Linked DNA regions of Sus scrofa: all the other regions are linked to region 3. The links are chromatin contacts, called in public Hi-C and promoter capture Hi-C maps. All regions are on one chromosome and are shown on one strand. The core of a region is the stretch at or near the end of the contact, and the rest is flanking DNA. Distances in the headings are between cores, read along the strand shown.

Evidence for each region. Promoter capture Hi-C pulls out the DNA fragments that hold promoters and counts their contacts. A called contact is a pair of places that touch in the nucleus more often than the background predicts.
Region 1: a contact with region 3 is called in a Hi-C map of embryonic fibroblasts, with 2.9 times the contacts expected there. The contact joins the promoter of ICA1L here to the promoter of BMPR2 in region 3. A contact is called at or near these places in 1 of 5 promoter capture datasets (fetal liver) and 3 of 47 Hi-C or Micro-C datasets (embryonic fibroblasts, epiblast stem cells and subcutaneous adipose tissue).
Region 2: a promoter capture Hi-C map of liver shows a contact between it and region 3, with 5 times the contacts expected there. The contact joins the promoter of CARF here to the promoter of BMPR2 in region 3. A contact is called at or near these places in 2 of 5 promoter capture datasets (fetal liver and liver) and 2 of 2 datasets of contacts at active chromatin or transcription factors (alveolar macrophages and skeletal muscle).

Annotation. Positions count from the first base shown.
Region 1 is chr15:106,376,172-106,378,871 of Sscrofa11.1, forward strand. It overlaps ICA1L (islet cell autoantigen 1-like protein), which reads right to left and starts at 1,402. Exons shown (of 13, transcript XM_021075560.1): 1 at 1,292-1,402.
Region 2 is chr15:106,409,156-106,411,855 of Sscrofa11.1, forward strand. It overlaps CARF (calcium-responsive transcription factor), which reads left to right and starts at 1,263. Exons shown (of 18, transcript XM_021075550.1): 1 at 1,263-1,385. WDR12 (ribosome biogenesis protein WDR12) reads right to left here and starts at 1,568. Exons shown (of 14, transcript XM_003133592.6): 1 at 1,181-1,568; 2 at 487-534. The coding sequence starts at 527.
Region 3 is chr15:105,970,238-105,972,937 of Sscrofa11.1, forward strand. It overlaps BMPR2 (bone morphogenetic protein receptor type 2), which reads left to right and starts at 1,340. Exons shown (of 13, transcript NM_001204900.1): 1 at 1,340-1,431. The coding sequence starts at 1,356.

The DNA of each region.
Region 1 (2,700 bases), core at 152-2,651, 410 kb after region 3:
TTCCACCAGTTTCATGTCTGCAGACTGCACTTTTGGACTGGCTGATCTGAGCAACCATCTAACGACAATTACTGGCAATTAGAATAATGTCTTGCACGTTTCAATGTCAATATGCACATCATTCTGCACTATTAAACAGAAATTTCAAAGGACACTGGATGTTAGGCACAGACAACGAATATAATATGATTAAATATATACATACCATTGGTTGCTTATTTGGTCAATAAATGAATAAACAACTCCTACTAAAGGATGAGGCACCTGTGGCTGGCTACTCCATCAATATTGATGTGAAGATGATTAGAGTACTATCACTTTACAGTATGTTGCCTGAGTCAGAACCAATTAAATTAATACATAAATACTTAGAGAAAACCCAAAACCATGGGTAAACGTTATCTTCCCAATAGGCTTTTTCACAGCGACTCATAGTTTAGGAGAGCTTTTAAGTTCTATGTATCAAGATCTATTACATGAAAAACAATCCCACCCCCTCTACTGGCAAATCCACGGCATCGCGGGTTAGTTGCCAGAATGGAGGGATTTTTTCCCCTCTCCATCTTTCTCAGAGTATCAGGTATCTCACCGCTGACAGCATTTGGGCATCTGACCAGGTGAGCTGAGTTTCCACGAGGCGGATGGGTGCCTGGGGCTGGGATAAAGGCCTCAGGCTTCTAGATTTGAGCGCTGAACCCTTCGGGAGCTCGTGCCTTCCGCAGTTCATCTTAAACCGCACATTTACTTATGTTTTGTTTTTGCCCATCGCTAACCGTTTACTTCCTAAAGAAGACATGCCCGTTACAAAATAATGACATGAAAATAAACACGACGTGAAAAGGAGGTCAGCAAGAAAGCACCGCAGGGCCGAGAGCATCTGCCTCTAATGGAAGTTATCTCCATCTATGAGACAAATCACCCAAACAAGCCTCAGGGCCCTGCGCTCTAGCTAACGGGACGAGCGTGGGTGGATGCTCCCTTGGTCCCGAGGCGACCCAGCCAAGCCAAAAACCACTCCTGGCCCTATCTGCCGATACTAAGCCCAGAGGAGCTCCCATCAGGACCTTGTCTGGGAGGGAGGCCGAAGGGCTCATGCTCCCCGAGGCAACCGAGGAGGCCGGCGAGGCCCCAAGTGCCCTCTTGTGCTCAACTCAGGCACCGCCCGCTGCGTCTCCACCTTGGGGCGTCGCCATAGGAACCAAGGGTTTGGCCTCCGGCCCCGACTGGCCTGGGAGGGCGCGGCCCTCCGCCGCCCTGGAGCGTGGGGGTCAGGGGAGCCGCAGACGCTCACCTCGACGCCCGGCCGGGCCGCGACGCGCCGCTCCTCCTCCGCCTCCGGTCGCGCTGGGCGGCGCAGAGGTCGGTCCAGGGCGCCCGTTCCCACGGCCGCCGCCCGCGAGCCCAGCGCCGCTGCCGCCCGGCCGCTCCCGCAGCTGGTGCCCCTCCGCACCAGAGCGTGGAGGTGTCGGGCTCCCGCTGCGGGAGGCGGGAGATTTAAACCCCGCGGCCGGGCGCGCGCAGAAGCCGCACTTTCCACGGCGCTTCGGCTCTCGCGTAACCCCGCGGGGGCCCGACTTTCGGCTGGTTCTTGAAGAAATTCCGGGACCCTCTCAGTTCCTCCTTTCCCGAATTCCTCTTTACTTAATAAAGCGAAACGACAAACACCACACCCCTCAGAACACCAGGATAAGGTATTGAGTAGGAGACCTTCAAGGCGTGAGAAGTGGAGGGAATTCTCCACTCCTTTTCGGAGCCAGGAGCCCGGATCCCTCCCTCCCCGCGCTTCCTCTGAACCGGCACTGCACCTGTCCGGTGCCACCCCTGCGAGAATGTAAGCTTTTGAGCCCTGGTCATTCCTCAGTCCTCAGGCGTTTCTCAGTACCAGCGTGGGCATACAGAAAACATTCACGTGCTATATATATTAAACTTCTATTGAAAGGTTTAGAGGATTAACAGCTGTTAACAACTGGCCTCAAATACGCACATACATAACTCTTGAAAAATCTTCAAGAGTCAAATGTAAAATTTGTGCTTAAAAACCCCGGGGGGGGGGAGTTCCCATCGTGGCTCAGTGGTTAACGAATCCAAATAGGAACCATGAGGTTGTGGGTTCCATCCCTGGCCTTGCTCAGTGGGTTAAGGATCCGGCGTTGCCGTCAGCTGTGGTGTAGGTCGCAGACGCGGCTTGTATGGGGATGTTGCTGTTCTGGTGTAGCCCTGCGGCTACAGCTCCGATTCCACCCGTAGCCTGAGAACCTCCATATGCCGCAGGAAGCGACCCTAGAAAAGGCAAAAAGACAAAAGACCAAAACAAACAAACAAAACCCACGGGGAAAATTGTAGATAAGGCAAAAGTAAAACTGCTATGGGTGTAAAACGACTTATGTCAAAAGTGCTTTCTTTTTAAAGGTGGCTCAAAAAAATATTATCACCTTTCCTAAAACTACAAAATAGAATTAATTGCAACTGTAGCATATAGGTTAGCAAGGAAAAAAAGCTTACACTTCAGGTAATAACTAAGGTCTGTAAGATCATGAAAGAAAAAAAGATGAGGTGAGAGTCTAGAATATTATAAAGCACTTACCTTAAAAACCGGAAAAAAAAGTAGTTTTAGAATAGGAGAAAGGGTAGGTTATTTATAGTACACACACAGCTAATTGAAACTGAAAATATTAAGATGCCTTTAGACCAGGGATTCTT
Region 2 (2,700 bases), core at 13-2,512, 440 kb after region 3:
ACTGAATTGACTTCACACTCCTACCTAAAGCCAGTTCTATCAACCCCCTATTGAGAGCTCTACTTTCTAGCCTGGTTTAGAACGGCATTGTCTATTACCTATTTAAGAAAATGAAATCGTGTTTTCGGATACTGGGAAACACCACTAGCAGACAGGATATAACGACTTGGCCTGTTGTTAATTGTTCAGTTACATATAATGCGCTTCATTCAGGACGCAAACCTAAGGCCTTTCAGGCCCCTCTACACTTCAAATTACACAGAGCTTGAGAAGCCAGGCAGAAGGATCGGTGATCCTTGAGAAATTCTCGCTAGGTACTGCTTTCACCCGGGCGGAAAACGCGCTCAAGCGAGGAGTCTAGCAAAACAGAAAAAGTGAGTTGACGGCAAAGACAACCAGGGATGCACAAGGCCATCCCTAAGCGGTCATTTCAAAGAATCCCAGGGAAGGGAGAAGTGGGTAGAGGAAGAGAGTAAGCATACTTACTTTTTGTTGTCAGTGAAGAAGCGTGTCTGGAGCTGAGCCATGGCTTGCCTACAGAAACGTACAGGGTAACAGTTAGATAACCCGTGCTCGGGTCTTTAAGGCTACAAAAAGAGGTTGCTCAAAATTACACTGCACGTGTATATGAAAAACTGCAGTCCAACTCCGGGCTTCCGCTTTCCTTCCTCCGGCCTGCCTAGCCAGAAAGCACCACGAGGCTCCCCTTCCACAAGGCCCAGCCCACAAACATCGACTACCTATTCCTAGATTTAGGAGTCATCGATTAGTAAGGCATAGTCTTAAAGGCGACGTTTCCCTTTAATTTTGTTTGTATTTAAAAAATATATATATTTAAGCTTGCGCTCGATTATGAAAATACAGAGAGGCCTGATTCAAATCCGCTTATCCGCGCTCTCTCTCTCTCTCTTTTTTTTTTAAAGAGGCCATCCTTAGGCCCGATAATTCAAACACAGCTCCTAGATACTACAAACCCCAGAAAGCAGCGCTTGTCAGAAGCTGTACCCACTGGGAATTGTAGTCTTTCTTGCCTCTCTCCCCTAGGGATATCTTATTTGCATTAAACCTTCCCGACTCCAGCCAAATATCTATTATATTTCCTCTGCCATCAGCTTTAATTCACGAAAGCCTTTCCGGGCTTATCTGCTCAAGCATACTCCCAATCACACTTTCGGTCTACCGAGATTTTTCTTGGTGTTTCGCCACTAGCTTCAAGCTTTAGATCCAGGTGAGAGGAGGGGATACGAAAGAAAGAACGAATCAGAAGGGAAACGCGACGGTGGCTGATAGTGGTCTTATCTCGAGCGACTGCGCTGCGCGCTCCCGGAGGGGTGCGCCTGCGCACTGTGAGGGTCTCCATGGCGGGGCCTCGGAGCCAAGACGAGGTTGAGTAGACTCGTTTTGAATTTTCTTCCCTCTACTCCAGCACTTTTTGGACTTCCCTTCTCGCCCTATAGGGCGCTCGGCCGCGGTGGGACTGGGGGAGTCCGAGGTTTGGGAGAGCTGTCTGCGCCGACGGACGGGACACTACCTCCCAACCCCCCTTTCTTCCTGCTGCCTCCTCCTCCCGCCGCCTCTTGACCCGCCCGGTCCCTGAGCAACCGCCGGCCCCCGCCCCCTGCTGCAACCCGGCGTCGGTGGCGCCTTCAGCGCCCCACCTTGGGCGGTATTCGGGGCCCTATGTGTCGAGGCCTACTGCGCCCCGCCCGGGACGGGGTTCGCTGGAGAAGGTGGAAGTTCGTGTTTTTAGGAGGGTTTCAGAGCGCAAGGAAGAACCGCCTTGGATTCGGACCCCTGGGCTGGAGCGCCCAGTGTGTAGTCCCATGCGCAGCCCCGCGCCCCGCTTTTTAGAGTTCTTTTTTTCTCTTTAGGAGCCCCCTTTTAATTTCCTTTTAGAAGGAGAAAGGCGTCCTCCCACACTCTCTACGGTTTTTTACCTTTTCTTTCTTTTTTTTTTTTTTGAAGTCACCCAAAGGCCTAATGGTCCCGGGAATTATTCTAATACAACCGAGTTGTTTTTTTGAGGAAAGATGGATGGAGAGATACTATCTAGAAGGAGAAAGGCGTCCTCCCACACTCTCTACGGTTTTTTACCTTTTCTTTTCTTTTTTTTTTTTTTTTTTTTTGAAGTCACCCAAAGACCAAATGGTCCCGGGAGTTATTCTAATGCAACCGAGTTGTTTTTTTGAGGGAAGATGGATGGAGAGATACTATCTAGATTTCATAGTCGCTTTTTAAGGCATTCATTAGAGAAGCTCCAAGAGGGAAATTTAAAGAGACAGCAGTTTAGAGTAAGGCAGAACTGGATTGCAAAATTTTGGGAAGGGGTATGTGTGCAGGTGAAAACAACTAAAGCTCTCCTTGGTTACGTTGCTTAAAGATGTACTACGATTAAGTAGACGCCTGGTTTTTAAATCAATCATAGACTATGAGAAGGAATTTAAACAATTGTAAGCGAAAAATAATCTGTTATTAGCAGCAATGACAGTGAAATTAGGACCGTTTTCCGTTTACTCACCTTAGAATGTGGGTAGTGGAACCGGAATGCCTTATTTCGAATCCTGCCTCCGCTACTTAATAACTTCTCTGTGACACATCTTGGTCAACTGTGAGATTAAGTGCCACAGAGTAAATGTTAACTATTATTACCACCATTACCCTTTAGATACCAGGTGAACTAGAAGCTTTGACAACGTGAAT
Region 3 (2,700 bases), core at 90-2,589:
GGGAGCGAGGGGCGGGGCCGGGCGGGGTCGCGGGCGCGCAGGCGCAGTGCGGGCCTCGTCTCGCCGCCGCCGCAGCCGCCGCCGCTGCTGCCGCCGCCGCCCGCGCTGCACCACAGGCCCGAGACAGACAGGGCCGGGAAGAGCCGGAGACTGAGGAGGAGGCGGAGGCGGAGGAGGCGGAGGCGGGGCGACTCCGGTGACCGGGAGCGCCGCAGACTGGCAGCTGCGGCGACTCCCCCCTTTGTGTCTGGTCTGCTCGGAGCCACTGGAAGTGCTTCCCGGAGGGGCGCGGGGTGTCTCGCCGCCTTGCTGCCCACCCCCCTTTCCAGCCACCTACATCCGCCCTCCCGCCGCCCCCCGCCCTCGGCCCGCGACGCCTGAGCTCCGCCCGGAGCCTAGAGCTGCGGGAAAACGAGGCGGCGGCGGCGGCGGCGGCGGCGGCTTCCTCCGGAGGGTTGTGATTCGCTCACGGGAGCCATAGAAGACGAGGCTTTCACGGCAGAATTTACCCCAGGCAAGATGGAGCGGCAGCAGTAAAAAAGAGAGGAAGAAGTACACCGGAGAGGGCTAGAAAGGGCAGCCTCCCCGCACCTCCCCTCCGCCCGCTGTCTTGGGGAGCTCGGGGCCCGGCCTGCAGACCCCTCCCCTCCCCCGCTTCCCACCGCCCCTCAGCCCTCCGGCTGGGACCTGCCAGACCCTCGCAGGATTGTTCCGCGAAGACGTGAAGGCGGTGGGTTTGTCCATGGAGGCAGGCACCTTTTTCGATCCAGTCGAGGAAGAGGATTTGCTGTGCTCGAAATCGGAGTAAAGGAAGCACCGAAGCGAAACTTAAAAGGAATCTTGCCCTCCCGGAGCCACGGGCGATGCGCCTCCGGCTATCGGGCGCCGCCGCCCGCCCGGCTTTGCCCTTCCCGGCAGTCGGGAACTTGTTCTGATCCTTGGCGTCCCCATCGAATCCCGGCTCCCCACCCCTCGCCACTCTGGATATGTTTTCTCCCAGACCTGGATATTTTTTTGATATCGTGAAACTACGAGGGAAATAACTGCGGGGCTTTCTTCTTGTCTCCCTGCTTCTCCCCACGGACATGCCTTCAGTTTGGGGGGCCGAGGCACCCCCTCCTAGGCGAGCGAACTCCCCGAGCCGCGAGGGAGAGAAATGAAGGGAATTTCTGCTGCGGAATGAAAGCTCTGCAGCTCGGTCCTCTCATCTGCCATTTGTCCTTTCAAACTGCATTGTTTTTCGGGCTGGATAAGTCCGACGAGAGCGAGGACTAGCTTCTCGGCCGTCTTTCTCCGCCCGTGTTCACTTTCCATATTTATTTTCTCTGCTCTTCTGCTTCTCGACTGGCCCAGGGATGACTTCGTCGCTGCGGTGGCCCCGGCGGGTGCCCTCGCTGCTGTGGACCGTCCTGCTGGTCAGCGCTGCGGCCGGTGAGTAGCCCCGGGTGGCACGACCCGGCCACTTCCCCTGCGGGTGGCGAGGGAGGGAGCCTGCAGAGGCCGAGGCCTGCACCGGCCCTTCGCCACGCTTCCCCCGATCGCCTGGTACCTGCGCGCCTTTCCAGTCCTTCCAGGGAACTACCCTTCCATGTTGTCGTGTAGTTTCGAATCCCCACTCCTCGTATTCCCCACCCCCACACCTCCCACCCGCGGGGGGGAAAAAAGACACATTGGGTGTGGTATCTTGACATTTTTAGCTGTGAGGTAATGCCAGGATTAAAAATAATATTTTAATCACCAGTGGACAGTGTCTATTATGAGATCTTTGGAAACAGAACTGTAGGGTTTTTTTTTTTTTAATATAAAGAAGAGGATTTGGCTTACAGTAAAAACATTAAACTATGGAGCATACACTTGAACCTTATTTTTAGATTTAGATCGCTCTCTGGGAATCCATGTTACTTTCATTATTCCAAAACGTTCCCGAATAAATTGAATAAATGTTGAGGAACCCAGAACTGTGAAATTCTTAATACATTGTACAGTACTGTTAGTTGTTATTATCATTGGTATTATTTTATTTTGAAGGGTATAAGTAATTATGTTTTCATCTTTTCAATCTTGGACTCTTGTATTTTATCTGCTTTTAGAATTACTGTTGGGTTTAGAAGTATTTTCAGTAACTTTTCTTTTAGTCATCTGGCATCTGTTGGTTTTCCTGTCATTGACCTCACGTCAGACTTCTAGGAGATCTGAGTCCTGAAAGAAAGTTCTTTTGACATTTTGCTGAAGCTTAAAGGGAAATGGTAGTCATCCTTTCCTTAGGATATTTTGTCTTTAATTCTCAAACGCCTTAGTGCAAATCTCATGTTACGTTTGCAGTTAATTTTTCAAGCAGTCTTTTGGTGATTTGCTTTCAGAAATTTTGGGGAGTGATACATATAATTTTTAAATTTGGTTTAGTATGGCCAAATAGATTATATATTTTAAAATGAATGAAGAAAAAAATGGATGAGGGACAACATAACACCTTTCCAATTACTTTTTCTTAAGTGTAATTTTCACATTAATTTCTCACTGCTATGTTAGATGTGGAGATTGCTTGCTTATTTCCATTTAAAAAGTCTGCATTGGGAAAACACTGAAAGATAAATTGAACACTCCTTTTGTGTTTTTAATATTGTTGATTAGTGGCTATTATGTTTGTTATAGTTGTGTTAAAATAATTAGAACTTCTGAATTGAATGTATTTTGATGCTG